Regions from separate parts of the Mus musculus genome. Here all the other regions are linked to region 2. The links are chromatin contacts, called in public HiChIP or PLAC-seq, Micro-C and promoter capture Hi-C maps. All regions are on one chromosome and are shown on one strand. Each heading gives the region's core, a stretch centred on a gene start, on an enhancer-like site or on the middle of the called end of the contact. The rest is flanking DNA. Distances are from core to core; before and after follow the strand shown.

The links. Hi-C and Micro-C count contacts between places; a contact is called where the count stands out from the background. HiChIP or PLAC-seq counts read pairs in DNA pulled down with a chosen protein or histone mark. Capture Hi-C pulls out chosen DNA fragments and counts their contacts.
Region 1: a Micro-C map of embryonic stem cells shows a contact between it and region 2, with 2.8 times the contacts expected there. The contact joins the promoter of Mif4gd here to the promoter of Cdr2l in region 2. A contact is called at or near these places in 2 of 39 promoter capture datasets (neural stem cells and second pharyngeal arch cranial neural crest), 1 of 484 Hi-C or Micro-C datasets (embryonic stem cells), 2 of 115 datasets of contacts at active chromatin or transcription factors (epiblast stem cells and pancreatic cancer cells) and 3 of 9 other capture datasets (adipose tissue, liver and pancreatic islet).
Region 3: a contact with region 2 is called in an H3K27ac HiChIP or PLAC-seq map of extraembryonic endoderm stem cells. The contact joins the enhancer-like site here to the promoter of Cdr2l in region 2. A contact is called at or near these places in 13 of 39 promoter capture datasets (the 3T3-L1 cell line, 3T3-L1-derived adipocytes, the C10 cell line and 7 more), 1 of 484 Hi-C or Micro-C datasets (embryonic stem cells), 2 of 115 datasets of contacts at active chromatin or transcription factors (extraembryonic endoderm stem cells and pancreatic cancer cells) and 2 of 9 other capture datasets (adipose tissue and embryonic stem cells).
Region 4: a promoter capture Hi-C map of pancreatic islet shows a contact between it and region 2. The contact joins the promoter of Sumo2 here to the promoter of Cdr2l in region 2. A contact is called at or near these places in 13 of 39 promoter capture datasets (3T3-L1-derived adipocytes, the HPC-7 cell line, cranial neural crest and 8 more), 1 of 15 datasets of contacts at CTCF or cohesin (the NIH/3T3 cell line), 6 of 115 datasets of contacts at active chromatin or transcription factors (bone marrow-derived macrophages, embryonic stem cells, large pre-B cells and 1 more) and 3 of 9 other capture datasets (adipose tissue, liver and pancreatic islet).

Annotation. Positions count from the first base shown.
Region 1 is chr11:115,611,067-115,614,637 of GRCm38.p6, forward strand. It overlaps Mif4gd (MIF4G domain containing), which reads right to left and starts at 1,903. Exons shown (of 6, transcript NM_001243584.1): 1 at 1,719-1,903; 2 at 837-968. The coding sequence starts at 918. It overlaps Slc25a19 (solute carrier family 25 (mitochondrial thiamine pyrophosphate carrier), member 19), which reads right to left. Exons shown (of 7, transcript NM_026071.3): 7 at 3,115-3,571.
Region 2 is chr11:115,380,376-115,383,569 of GRCm38.p6, forward strand. It overlaps Cdr2l (cerebellar degeneration-related protein 2-like), which reads left to right and starts at 1,541. Exons shown (of 5, transcript NM_001080929.1): 1 at 1,541-2,026. The coding sequence starts at 1,948.
Region 3 is chr11:115,193,475-115,196,639 of GRCm38.p6, forward strand. The region is part of intron 2 of Tmem104 (transmembrane protein 104); the gene reads left to right. Among named protein-coding and RNA genes, the nearest start is that of Tmem104, 7.6 kb to the left of the region's middle. Within about 2 kb of position 1,312, at least 6 of the 459 cell types and tissues checked have an H3K27ac peak or open chromatin away from gene starts, as enhancers often do. A contact at or near this core is called in extraembryonic endoderm stem cells, where this site is marked.
Region 4 is chr11:115,534,219-115,537,748 of GRCm38.p6, forward strand. Sumo2 (small ubiquitin-like modifier 2) reads right to left here and starts at 2,012. Exons shown (of 4, transcript NM_133354.2): 1 at 1,880-2,012; 2 at 334-465. The coding sequence starts at 1,900.

The DNA.
Region 1 (3,571 bases), core at 653-3,152, 230 kb after region 2:
TTCATTCATGTCATATGTATGAATATTTTCTTACATGTATATATGCATGCCATGTGTTTGCCGGAGATAGAGGATAGCACGGGATCCTGAGAACTGAGCTATCAATGGTCTTGAACCTCTCAAGGTCCTCTGCAAGTCAAGTGTTCTTTATGGCTTTCTGTTGTGTTTTGTTTTGGTGACAGCATCTCACTGTGTAGCCAGCTATCGTGCCTCCTGCTTGCTGGGGTTAAAGGAGAACAGCACGCAAATGCTCTAAATCACTGGGCCATCTCTCCTCCCACAGGCACAGTCTGTGTTGAGCAATTTGGCCTTGAATTTGTGCTAATTCTCCTACCTCTGTAATCTGCTGGGATTACAGGCATGGAGACGTCTCCAAAATGTTTAGCTTAGCACATGACGGCAATTGCTAATTGTCCTGTCAAACTTCTGTCGTGAGTGTTACAACGGAAGGGCCAGGCAATTACATATCCCCTCTGCCAGGCTGATTCTCCAAACCAGGCATCTCTGTACATTCAAGGGTGCTGACTGCACCAAATGCAAAGCCTTTAAAGAGAAAGCAGTGTTCTCTTTCATGGGTACTTAAAGGCTTTATGATCTTAGATCTAACTCTGTGATTCATTCTCCAATCTACTGGCTTAAATGTGGTGAGAATTAGGTTGTGACTTACTTTCTGAGAGCCAAGAAGGGCTTGGGCACTGCCTGGCTCTGGGCTTCAGCCCCCAGTGCGGCTCTTACCCAAATGGAATATGCATGGGAACCTCAAGTCGGACTCTGGTAGCGTGCTGGATAGTTTTATGTCAACTTGACACAAAATAAGTGGTGGGTGGGAGGCTCACCTTTGAGCGCGGTCTTCAGCAGCTGCTGCGTCTCTGCATCAAAAGACTGGATTTTATAATCATCTCTACTGGCCTCGCTCATGACGGTCTAAGCCCGGCAGGTTTTCACTGGCCTGAAACTAAGGACAGCACCTGAGAAGCAAAGACGGTTGAGGCTTCAAGGGTGAATCACAAAGCTCCCGATTCTAGCCCTGTAGGCACTGGGCCGGGCAGACCAGGCCTTGGGACGGGTGGAACTGGACTTTCTGTCGCGTTCAGTGCTTGGCTGAGTGCCCACCAAACTTGGCTTCGGGTGGAGTAGTTGAGCACCAAGTGGCCACCTGCTGCTCAGCTGAAGGAAACCCAGGCTTCTGGGGTTACATCTGAGAAGTGAAGCGGGAATTCACCTACGGTCCCAGCGGGATCTGAGTTATCCCAGATCTGGGATCTGATACAGTCAGTATCAGGGTAAATTTCGGGGTGCAAATACTGAACTGGGTGTAAACGTCAGGCTCGCCTTTATCGTCTAGCACGGAGGACGCTGGCTCAGTCCAAGCCGCAGATCCTGATACCAGCAGGGCTCCGAGCCCCTCTCTCCCAGCGTTTCCAGTCCGTCCACCCCTGCAGCCGTTGGGCCAGGGCTGGCCCGCGCCTGCGTCTGGGGCGCCGCGCGGCGCGCGCCCGGCGTGGTACCGCGCGGCGGCGGCGGCGGCGGCGGCGGCGCCAGGGCGACTCGCTAGCGCCGCCTACCGGCCACGACTCGCCCTCGCCTCCGCACCCCGCCGCCGCCCCGGGCCGCTCCCTCGCTTGGCGCGGAGACGGATCGGCACCCGACAACTGCGACACCGCCACCGTCGCGCGCTGAAAGCTCACCGGCCCCTGTCCCCTTCCCACCCGGCGCACCTCCGCCTTGTTTCTGACCACGAAAGCCTCCGAGCGCTGGGCCGGACCCTCCCTGCGTTTTGCGTGAAGTTGTTGGTCTTGCCAGGTCGCACCCCGCGCCGGGGTCACCATATCCCTTGCCCCGCTCAGGTGAACTAGGTCAGACTCTCCCCGGCCGGGCAGCGTGGGAGGAGCTTCGGGAAGGCGTGGCCTATTCGGGGGGAGGGGCGTAGTCTTCTGGGGTTTGGCCGGTTAAAGCGGAGTGCAAGGGCTGGGGCACACTCTGGCAACTCCCTCTCCTGCCACTCACTGTAAAATAAGTTTTAAACCAAAGGAGCAGCCAAGATAAAGGGCCCTGGGTCTTTCCTAGGGGGAATCGGGAGCAACACTGCTGCGCACGAGGGACCAGGAGCCAAAGCTCTCAGCTGCTTTAAGAGTTTGCCACAGCGCTCAGGGTGATAGTACCAAAAAGCTCGAGAAGCTCCTGAGGGCGGGGAAATGAGGAGCACGGAATTTACGTCGATAAGACTTCTTAAAAAAAAAAAAAATCAGACAGCCGACCCTGAATCTTCCAGGTTAAGATAAAGGAGAAACAACATCCCACCACGCAGGGAGGCGCATTAAGACACAGGATGTTTTAAGTAGGGGAAGTGAACAACTCACAGGCTCCTGGAAGCCCCTCCCTACTAAGAATGTAAAAGCAGCGAGGATTGCCGAATTGCACTCAGACGAGCTAAGTGGCCTAAAAAGGCTCGAGCTAGCACACCCTGTGGAAACAGCAGCTTGAGCTGGGCTGCCCAGTGTACTCTTGAGACTGCTCCAGTTGACCTGAAGATAGGCTGGGACCAACTGAGCTGCCTGGAGGTCTCTCCAATCTGTTGGGCTGCCTGCAGACTGCACTGTGCTCCATGATCCCAGCTTTCATGAGTTCAGCAATGCTAGGCTGAGCTTTGGGTAATGTCCCTGTCTTTGAGTCATTTCTGCTCCTGTAACTCCCAATTGGACTTTGGTAATGTGCTGGATAGTTTTATGTCAAGTTGACACAAACTAAAGTCATTTGAAAGGAGGGAGCCTCAACTAAGAAAATGCCTCCATAAACTCCTACTGCCTGTGGAGCACTTTTGTAATTAGTCATTGATGGGGAAGGGCCCAGCCCATTGTGGATGGTGCCATCCTTGGACTGATGGTCCAGGCTGAGCAAGCCAGTAAGCAGCTCCCTCCATGACCTCCAGCTCCTGGCTCCAGGTTCCTGCCCTGCTTGAGTTCCTGTCCTGACTTCCTTTGGTGATGAACAGTGATGTGGAAGTGTAAGCTGAATAAACCCTTCCCTCTCCAACTTGCTTTTTGGTCATGGTGTTTATCATAGCAGTAGAAGAAACAAGTAGTATCCTTACAATGGTCTGCAGTCAGCTTCTCCTCTGGTATATAAATTTATTCACATCTCTCCAGCAATAGGGTCACAAAACACTTCTGCTGCTCCAAGCCCAGGAAGCCAACGGGCCACCCATCTCAGAAGCCCTCCCAAGTGACCCTGGGTCTTCAGAATCAGGAGCCAAGATCAGAAAAGTGAACCACTAGGGGAGGGCTACAGTGGACCACAGAGGGGAGAGTGGAACTGACAGGCAGGGCAGAGCCCCAGTTTTCACGATCAGGGCCATTCCCAGCAGGCATTACAATCCAAGTTATGGCAGGGGCTGGAATCCCACAAAGTCAAGAAGTCTCTCCTCCCTTCCTTCTTTAGACCAACCCCACCACTAGGCTCGAGCATGGGAAAGACAGCAGTCATGTGATTCTTCTCGTGAACAGGAAGCTCCCTCTTCATCTGCATCCCTGGCTCTGCCTACAGCGCCCACCACACCTCACCAGGCTGTCGG
Region 2 (3,194 bases), core at 291-2,790:
ACCTTAAAGTGAAAAGGGCAGAATACAAGTAACACGTGCCCAAAGTTCATTCCTTCCAGCCTGTTTCCAGACATACAGGTTTTTAAACACTCCAGTTCTTTTTTTAAATGAGTTCTATTTCTATATTTATTTATTCTATATTTATGTGTATGAGTGTCTGCCTGCCTGAATGTATCTATACCATATGCATGCTTCGTACCCAAGGAGGTCTGAAGAGGAGAACTGATCCCCCGGAAGGAGTTCCAGGTGTTTCTGAACCACCATATTGATCTGAGGAATGAATCCTCAGATCTTCTACACGAGCAGTTGAGCCATCTCCAGCCCACGGCCTAGGTTCTTTTTTTTTTTTAAGAATTGTTTATTATTTGTAAGTACACTGTAGCTGTCTTCAGACACACCAGGAGAGGGCATCAGATCCCATTACAGATGGTTGTGAGCCATCATGTGGTTGCTGAGAATTAAACTCAGGACCTCTGGAAGAGGAGACAGCCCTCTTAACCACTGAGCCATCTCTCTAGCCTAAGACTCAGATTCTTAAAGGTAGGTGTGTGTGTGTGTTCACTCATGTGTGTTCATGTGTGTGTAGAGGGTACAGGACAACCTCCAAGTGTTACTGAACAAGGAGCTGTGCACCTTGCTTTTTTTGAAACACGGCCTATCACTGGCCAATTAGGCTAGGTTTACTGGCTACCATCGATCCATCTCTCCTGGCTCCCCAGCTCCCAGAGCTGGGATTTCAAGAACAAGCCACGCACTCTGCTTTTTTTTTTTTTTTAAACAAAACCAAACCTGGTAAGCACTTTTAATGTGCTGAGCCACCTCCTCAACCCCCTTAAAGTAATGTTTAGCTTTGCTTAGTTTAGTTTACAGAAAAACTTCCACACTGTAGCTTAGTCGGGCCTGGAACAAGCTGTGTTAAAAGTCTGGCCTAAGAACTCAAGATAATCCTATTGCTTCAGCCTCCTAACTCCCGTTAGTAGAGGAGGGAACCACTGTGTGTTTTCTATGTGTGAGACTTTATGTAATTACAAGTACCCAGAGGCCAGAGGTGTCAGAATTTCCCTGAAGCTGGCGTTACAGGCTGTTGGGAGCTTCCTGACGTAAGTGCCGGGAACCGAACTCAAATCCTCAGCAAGAACTCTTGACCTCGAGTGTTCCAGCAGCCAAACCCCCATTCAAGGTTCTTAAAGATGTTTCTAATTTAATACCATTTTTTAAAAAGTTCTTCGGATATATCAGTGGGTCAGCACGTTCTCCGCAGGTGAGGACCACTGTGGACATCAGACAGACCCTTGCTCCCAGGAGAGCCAGAAGGACAGATAACAAGCAAACAAAATAATTCCAGATGGACGTAAATAAAAGTCGGACGTGGAGGAAAAGCAGGACAGAGGGTTGATCCAGCAATTCCCGGACCAGGACACCAGGAAGGTCCTTGCCTTCGGTCCCGCCCCTTATTTGCATACGTCTTTTGATTGGTCTCCGGCGGCAGGTCCCACCCCGCAAAGCTGGCGGCCTGGGAAGCTGAAAGCGGGCCGGGCGGAGATGCAGCGGCGGCTCCGGGTGTCGCGGCGCGGGCCGGGCGGTGTGCGGGCCGGAGGCGGGCAAGGGGTACCCGCCGCTGCATCCGCACTCTGCTGACGCCCTAGCCCTGCAGGTGGTCCCGGGTGGTCCCAGCTGTCGTCCCACTTTGCAGTCCCCACCCCTCCGCCCTTTGTGCCGCCGCCACCCGGCGTCCCCAGTTCGGCGGGACCCGGGGAGCGCGGGAGCCAGAGGCCCCGCTGGGCGCACGGGGCCGGCAGCGGATGGCGATCACGGGCGGAGGGCGCAGGGGCGCTGCAGCCCGAGCTCCCGACGTTGGAAGCCCGGGCCGCCTCCGCCGCATTGTCCCGGGCTGCGAGCCCAGGCCCTGAGCTGCCGCAGCGCCCGCCCACCGCCACCCGCGGGGCCATGCGGAGAGCCGCGGGGATGGAGGACTACTCCGCAGAGGAGGAGGAGTCCTGGTACGACCATCAGGACCTGGAGCAGGGTGAGCGCGTTGGGGAGGGAAACAGCGTGTGCCCCAAGACCCCTGACCACTACTCCATTGTTGGGCGGTATCCCCAAGAAAAGGGCTAGGCTGGACCTGGTGAGCCCAACGGAGCATGATGCGTCTTGAGAATGGGGACGTGGACCGAGAAGGGCGCTGCCCTGGAATATTCTGACGCTGGAGAGAGACTTGCAAAAGTGTCCAGTTGACAGGGCATCCATCGCCCTTCTCATTTTAGTAGCAGCACCTACTCGCGTGCCCCGGTAGGGTATTGTTAGGGGGCCCGATTGCTAGGTAGAATGGAAGTCTTGGGGCCCACAGAGGATTCTTGTTACTTTTGCTAAGAATGCACTGTATATTGAGATAGGTCATCTCTCCAGATCAACAGCACCTGTCCGGGCTAGAATTTCTGAGCTCTAAGACTTCCAGAAAGTTTCCCCAACTCGCTTCCCTCTGCCCAGAAAGGGGGTGGTGCATGCTCACGCCTGCGAAGAAGCTGAAAGTCTCCAATCTGCCTTCCCAAGAGAGGCGTTCCCTGGTCCTTCCCTGCATGGGGCTTCCACCCAAGTGGCTCAGGATGTGAAGGGGTCCTTTAGCAATTTCAGACTTTGCCAAATGAGATCCCTGGGGAAAGAGGGAGCCACTTCCGTGGCACTCATCTAGAAAATGACTAGAGGGGAGTTAGAAGCTGGTGATGAGGTGGCTAAAATGACATCACTGAGAGGTGGAGCCGACCTGACAAGAAGGCCCGAGAGGGTCAGGGTCAAGGCCAAGGCCTGCCGAAGTAGTCAGACCCCAACCTCCTCTCTGCTGGTTCTTACTGAAACCCTGAGGGTGAGGGTCACCTGCATGCTCTGAGGTATTAAAACACAAGCCTGGCACAGTGTGTGTGTGCCACAAAGGCCGGTCTCCATCCTTAGGGCCCAGAGCCCTGGTTTTGCCAAGATGGGAAACATGCACTTGGATCCTGGAGCCTTTGTCTCCTGACCCACTTCCCCATGCAGCTGAGCTTCACCTGCAGATGAGGGGCTGTCCCTGTGCTTGTCAGTGAATCAGAACCTTGGGAGAGCTCCGCAGGGTAGAGAGTGTTGGGTTAGGCATTGCTATGCCATGAGCTTCTGTGACACCTCTTCTCTGTCCTGGCCACTACCCCTAAAACTTTACTCTC
Region 3 (3,165 bases), core at 62-2,561, 190 kb before region 2:
CCATCCTTTCGTCACAGCTCCAAACTTTGTCTCTGTAACTCCTTCCATGGGTGTTTTGTTCCCAATTCTAAGAAGGGGCACAGTGTCCACACTTTGGTCTTCGTTCTTCTTGAGTTTCATGCTTTTATCAAGTTGTATCTTATATCTTGGGTATCCTAAGTTTTGGGGCTAATATCCACTTATCAGTGAGTATATATTGTGTGAGTTCCTTTGTGATAGTGTTACCTCACTCAGGATGATGCCCTCCAGGTCCATCCATTTGCCTAGGAATTTCATAAATTCATTCTTTTTAATAGCTGAGTAGTACTCCATTGTGTAAATGAACCACATTTTCTGTATCCATTCCTCTGTTGAGGGGCATCTGGATTCTTTCCAGCTTCTGGCTATTATAAATAAGGCTGCTATGAACATAGTAGAGCATGTGTCCTTCTTACCGGTTGGGACATCTTCTGGATATATGCCCAGGAGAGGTATTGCTGGATCCTCCGGTAGTACTATGTCCAATTTTCTGAGGAACCGCCAGACTGATTTCCAGAGTGGTTGTACAAGCTTGCAATCCCACTAACAATGGAGGACTGTTCCTCTTTCTCCACATCCTCGACAGCATCTGCTGTCACCTGAATTTTTGATCTTAGCCATTCTGACTGGTGTGAGGTAGAATCTCAGGGTTGTTTTGATTTGCATTTCCCTGATGATTAAGGATGTTGAACATTTTTTCAGGTGCTTCTCTGCCATTCGGTATTCCTACAAATGCTTCTTATACTCCTTAATTCTCCCATAAAGTTTTTGCCTAGTCTTACTTTTTTTTTTTAAAGTAATTTTATTTTTATTTTCTGTGTTAAGAGTTTTACCTGCATGTCTGTGAGAAGGGTGTCAGATCCCCTGGAACTGGGGTTACAGACAGTGGTGAGCCACCATGTGGGTGCTGGGAATTGAACCTGGGTCCTCTGGAAGATCAGCTCGTGCTCTAAACCACTGAGCCATCTCTCCAGCCTATGCCATGTTCTTAAAGTTTTTTGCCTTGCTTCCATCATGAGAAGCCTCTCAGAAGTTCCTACCCCTGCTTAGTGTTTCTCTTAAAAGTGTTAGGCAGAGAGTAAAGCTGTTCAGAATCTAGAAGATGTCGGGGTCCGCTGGGGTCTGTTCTCAGTGCCTATGGGGAGCCCACCAGAGATGGCCCCTCAGACACAGTGTATAGCCAATTGAAAGTCTTTATGCCAGCTGACGGGACCACACCCCAGTGTTGAGGGGAGGTGACAACATGACACAGGACAGGGACATAGGTGTGGCCCTAAGTGTCCAGGTCATGGGATTTTAAAGGACAGAGACCTTGTCCAGACATCTTGCTCATCAGCTCGGGGTTTGGGGGTGGGGGCTTTGCGGGGTAAGCAGTTTGAAGCAGGCAGTTTTAACAGACACTAAGACGCTAAGATAAGCGGTTATCAGGAGGAGGTTCCGCACAAACAGGCTGAGATAACTTAGGCCATCCTGACCTTTGGTTCCTAGAATAGAATTACATGGTTTTCCCTGGAATTCTCTATCAAGGAGATCAGATTCTTGTTAAACCTGAGGCTAGCTCAGCAAGAATGCAAGATGGAGGAACCTCTGCACTGTCTTGGCCTGTCACCCCTGCTTCCAACCCTCAAACTATCACACCCCCATCACTTCCACAAGAGCCTGTGTCCTCTGTGGCTTGGTTGACCGACCGCAGCCGCTGTGTGGCTGCCAGAAAGCCCTACGCACACCTGTAAGAGTGTGATGTCAGAGTCCAGCTGTTGCTCAGAACACAGCTCCCGCAGGGGTCCTCCCCTCACATTGTGAACCCCTAGCTAGTAGACTTTGAGGTGCCAGGGTCTCTCACCTGAGGACAAGAGGGTAGCCACACATTTCCCTTTCCCTGTAGTGTAGCAGGTAGAGAGCCTGGCTGCAGACCACACTGTGGAACTGTCTCCATCCTAAAAGCTATAAGATACCCCTCTCTCATGCCATGGGGGACCGGACTCTTCTTCAGGGCCCTCACCATGCTGTCATTTATTGGTTTGTCTGGCCATGGCATGAGTAATTCTTCATAAAGTCCATCTGTCCCAGTGTTTCCTTGAACCTCATGTTTAAGGCCCTGTGTCCCCCCCCCCCATTTCTCCCACTCTAAGCCTTTGTAGCTAAAAGTCCCTCCCCTTGGCCTTACTCCCTTGTGAAGGGGGAGGCACATAGAGCAGATGGGTAGTACAGCCCACGTGTGGAGGTCAGAAGACAACTTTGGGGAGTTGGTTCTCTCCTCGGTTACACAGGCTCAAGAGGATCAATCCCCCTCCTCCTCCTCCTCCTCCTCTTCCTCCTCCTCTTCTCCCTCCTCCTCCTCCTCTTCTCCCTCCTCCTCCTCCTCTTCCTCCTCCTCTTCTCCCTCCTCCTCCTCCTCCTCCTCCTCCTCCTCCTCCTCCTCCTCCTCCTCTTCCTCTTCCTTTTTCCAAAAGTATCTCATTGTGAATCCTAGGTTGGCCAGATCCATGTTCCTCTCTCCTTAGACTCCCAAATGCTGGCATTGCAAGAGTGGGCCATCTGAGCCAGCTGAGTGCCATTTACCTAAAGCTCTTTACCTTATCTCTTGCAACAAAGCCACAGTTCTTCTCTTCCTCCTCCTGCTCTCTCGCTGTAGTCTGCGTCTCTGTCTCGTTGTCTCTCCGCTCTGCCGTCCACAGCTTTATCAGGTGAAGGGGTGTGTCTGTCTAGTCCCATTGAAACCACATCTCCAAGCACTGTGCAGGCCAGAGGCTCAGGAATGGTTGAATGAGGGGTGAGCTGAGCTAGCTAACTTAACTCTAGCCAGCTACACACTGGCTTCAAAGTGCCAGTGAAGAAACTGACTGTAAGAATGTGTCTGCTGTCCACACTCACTTGTAAAAAGCCTGACTTACAATTCAGAAGGCCAGAGGTGTAGTACCAAGCCCAAGATAACCTGAGCAGGGTCCGGTGAGGTCCTCTGACTTTAATTTTGTAGCATGTGAGCTATGTGTCAGGGTTTATATTTTTATTTATATAAGTATGTGCACATGCATATACTCATGGGTGGCTGTTAGAAGACTACTTGCAGGAGTCAGTGGGTCCATGGACTTGAACTTGGGTTGTCAGGTTTGGCAGCAAGCACCTTCACCCACAGAGCCAGCTCTC
Region 4 (3,530 bases), core at 762-3,261, 150 kb after region 2:
TACCACACCCAAATATTTTGACAGAATGCATTGTCTAAATAATAAAAGGGAAAAAACAACAACAAACAAAAACCCCACCAAATACTAATCCACTTTCCCCCCTCATTCAAGTGCAGACATCTCCTTGGGAACTTGTAGTCTTATGGATCTAATGAGGGATTACTGGTTTAGCACAAGAATCATAATATTAAACCTACCTGCAAATGTACATACAATATAATCACATGCATCTTAACAAAAATAGTCATGCAATACTGTGATGGTACATTTTCTACTCCTAATTCGGCTGTGTACATGGATTATTAAGTGGAAGTACACTTATCAATTCCTCACCTGCCGTTCACAATAGGCTTTCATTAGTTTACTAAGTGGTGTATGCCTCTTAATCTTAAACTGCACCACAGAACCATCCTGTCCCGCCACCTTCAAATTAATATGATCGTTGTTCTCAGTCTTGACTCCTTCCTGTTGAAAGAAAAATAAGAGTGTAATTTGGAAACTGTGAAACACAAACACCTTTAAAGAAGCTGCGGGCCCGAACGCTTCAGAATCAACAGGTTTCTCTCAGGCTCTCCAACAGCATACAGCTGTTCCCAGCCCCTGGGCTGAAAGATCAGAAACCCTGCACAAAGTGTTACAAGTCTGGTACAGAAGCACTGATACTAGCAAGGCAACAATACACTTAGAAACTCCTTGCATAATTTGTGATGCATCTGAGGTTAAATTTTCTAAAATGGCATTATTTCCTGTCATCGCCCAAATTTGTCGCTTCCCATAAACACCAGTGTCCTTTCTCTTTTCAAAGCTACAACTACTAGAGTCGGTTTGGGGTGGGAGTGAGAAAACCATACCTTGTATTTCAAATTTTACTGCTACCTTCTTGATAAAAGTTAGCAAACTCTGCTCAATGATATCAAATGAACATATCTTTAAAAAAAAAAAACCGAACACACTCAACTGAGGGATATCCCGAGTCTCCCTTTTTACATCTTCCGATTAACGTTCGACTATATAACTGCTTCATTTTCAGTTCAGAGCTTATTTTCCCCCTCTCCTTTGCTGTCATGGCTGCAATACAGTCTTCGTGCAAGTATTCCCGTACATTGCAACCCCAACAGCAGTTCAGCAAATCAAATGTTTATGTCCAAGGATTCGATTCGTCCATCCTGTGTCCCCCTCCAAATAGAGTCGGGGCCAGAGAGTGCCCTGCCCTGGACTGATGCTGGTCCCCTAGTCCGCAGCCAAGAGTAGCCCGTGCCTCCGAGGGCGCGTTCTCAAGTTGAGCCCGTGTCTCTCTGCTCGCACCTAAGCCTCCAACCACAACAAGCCACATGGTTCCCGCCAGGGTGCGGGTTTCTGGGCGCACGGCGGAGAGCGCAGCCCCTCCCCCGCGGGCCCCTTGGGCCTCGAGCCGGACCGACTCTGGAATCCCCCACTCGGGGTTGCCGGAGCACACACCACCGATCCGGCGCGGCCCCAGCCCCGAGAGGGAAACCCCGGGCCGCACGACTCCCGCCTTCGCCGCCGCCCCAGACCCCGCGCGCCCAACGCTTTCCTTACACGCGCCGGGCGCCGCCGAGGAGCCAGCGCGGGGCCGCCGGGCCCGCGGGCTCCCGCGAAGCGCCGCCTGCCCGCCTCGCGCCGCGCCGCGCGCGCTCCGAGGGCCTGGGGGCGGGGGAGGGCGCCGGGCCTCCTCGGGCGCGGGCGGGAGGAAGAGAGCGAGAGAGGAAAATGGCGCGGAGCGCCGGGCCTGAGCCGCCGCTGGCCCCGTGGGGGGCCCCGGGCAGGCAGGGAAGCCCGCGGCGGGCTTCGGCCGGACCCCGGGCCGCGCCACCCACCGGTCCGCACGGTGAGGCGCAGCCGGCCGCCGCGAGCTCACCTTGGGTTTCTCGTCGGCCATGGCGAGCGCCGGAGTCTCCTCAGCTGCCGCTTCACAAAAGAGGCACCGGGTCCGCACTGAGGGAGCGCACAAGCAGCACCAGGAGCGGCAGGAGGAGGCGGCAGCGGTGGACGAGGCAGAGGGCGCGCGCACGTCGTGCGCTTCCCTCCCCCCGCCCTGCGTGCGCGAGCACGAGCATCCGGGGCTTCTCATTGGCTGCCGCTTCGCGGGAGCGCGCAACGCTTACATAACCACCCCTCCTCCTCCCCCCCACGGCCCGCGCCTCCGCCGCCTGGGCCAGGCGCCCGCCAGGTCGGCGGGAAGAGGCGCGGACACGCGCACCAGTCCCGCCGCGGGGGCGCGCCTGGCTCTGGGCGGGGCTGTATTGTCCTCCTTCTTTGGTGGAGCATAATCAAAATGGCTTCCAGCTGGTCCTCGGCGAGGACAGGAAGGCGCGTGGCCTTAGACGTGGGGTGAGCCTAGGTCGAGAACGGAAGGCCAACTCCACGTAGAAGGGGGCATCTCCATCAAAAAAGCAGCAGCGGGTTGTGAGAAAAACTCCTGTTCAGTAGGACAAATGCAACTCCCCCCTGCACATCAAACTTCCCAGTCCCTTCGTCCTTCCCCATCAACCAGCTTCCCACCCGGGAGCCTCAAATGTCTTCCAACCTGTTGGGAACCCTACTCTTGCTGTGGAAAACTGTTCTTATAGCCACTCAAAGGATTCCTTGCTTGTGGCCTGCCTCCCAACTTCCAGAGAACACAGTCCATCAGGGGAGCCGACCCAACCTGAAGCTCACGGGCCCATCAATCATTTCGTCCCTTAATCCAGTACAAAGTAGGAGTAGGATCCTCGCATTTGAAGAAAATCCTGCCCTCTGCTGTGCATGCCACCCTGTGGCTCTCACTTGGTGTTTTTATTTCCTGTACCCCTGTATTTTCTTCTACTACTGTGTTCCCACAGAGGGGGGAAATACCACGATTACATTACCACCATAGTGCTTCTTCTCGACCAAACAGCTTGAAAAAATGCCCATGCCAGCTGCTCCACCCCCTCAACTCCCACTCACTCCTCAATCCACTGCAATCTGTTGTTGTCCTCTTAGCTCCACTAGAACTCTCCACAAGGTCACCTTTGCTGAAACCAGTAATACGTCCCGTTTCTCACCCCTACTCAACTCCCTTCGACTCTGCACAAAACAGGCTTTTTTTTTCTGTCACCTTAGGCCAGTGGTAGCACACCTTAATCTTTTTTTCTTTATTAAACTTTATTTTAATTGTTTCTTTGAGTTTTAGTACAGACTTTTTCTGGTTTTTGGGTTTTTTTGTTTTTTTGTTTTTTTTTTTTTTTTTTTTGGTTTTTCGAGACAGGGTTTCTCTGTATAGCATTGGCTGTCCTAGAACTCACTCTGTAGACCAGCCTGGCCTCAAATTCAGAAATCCCCCTGCCTCTGCCTCCCAAGTGCTGGGATTAAAGGCATGTGCCACCACTGCAGCTAGTATAGACTTTTAAAAATTACTATATTTCCTCTACAGGGACGTATGAATCCCTTCCAATATCATCTACTTTCTAAACTCTCCTTTTCTAACTTTTTTTTTAATCCTCCTTGCATGTCTGTGGTGGCATAGGTGTTTAATCCCAGCACTAGGG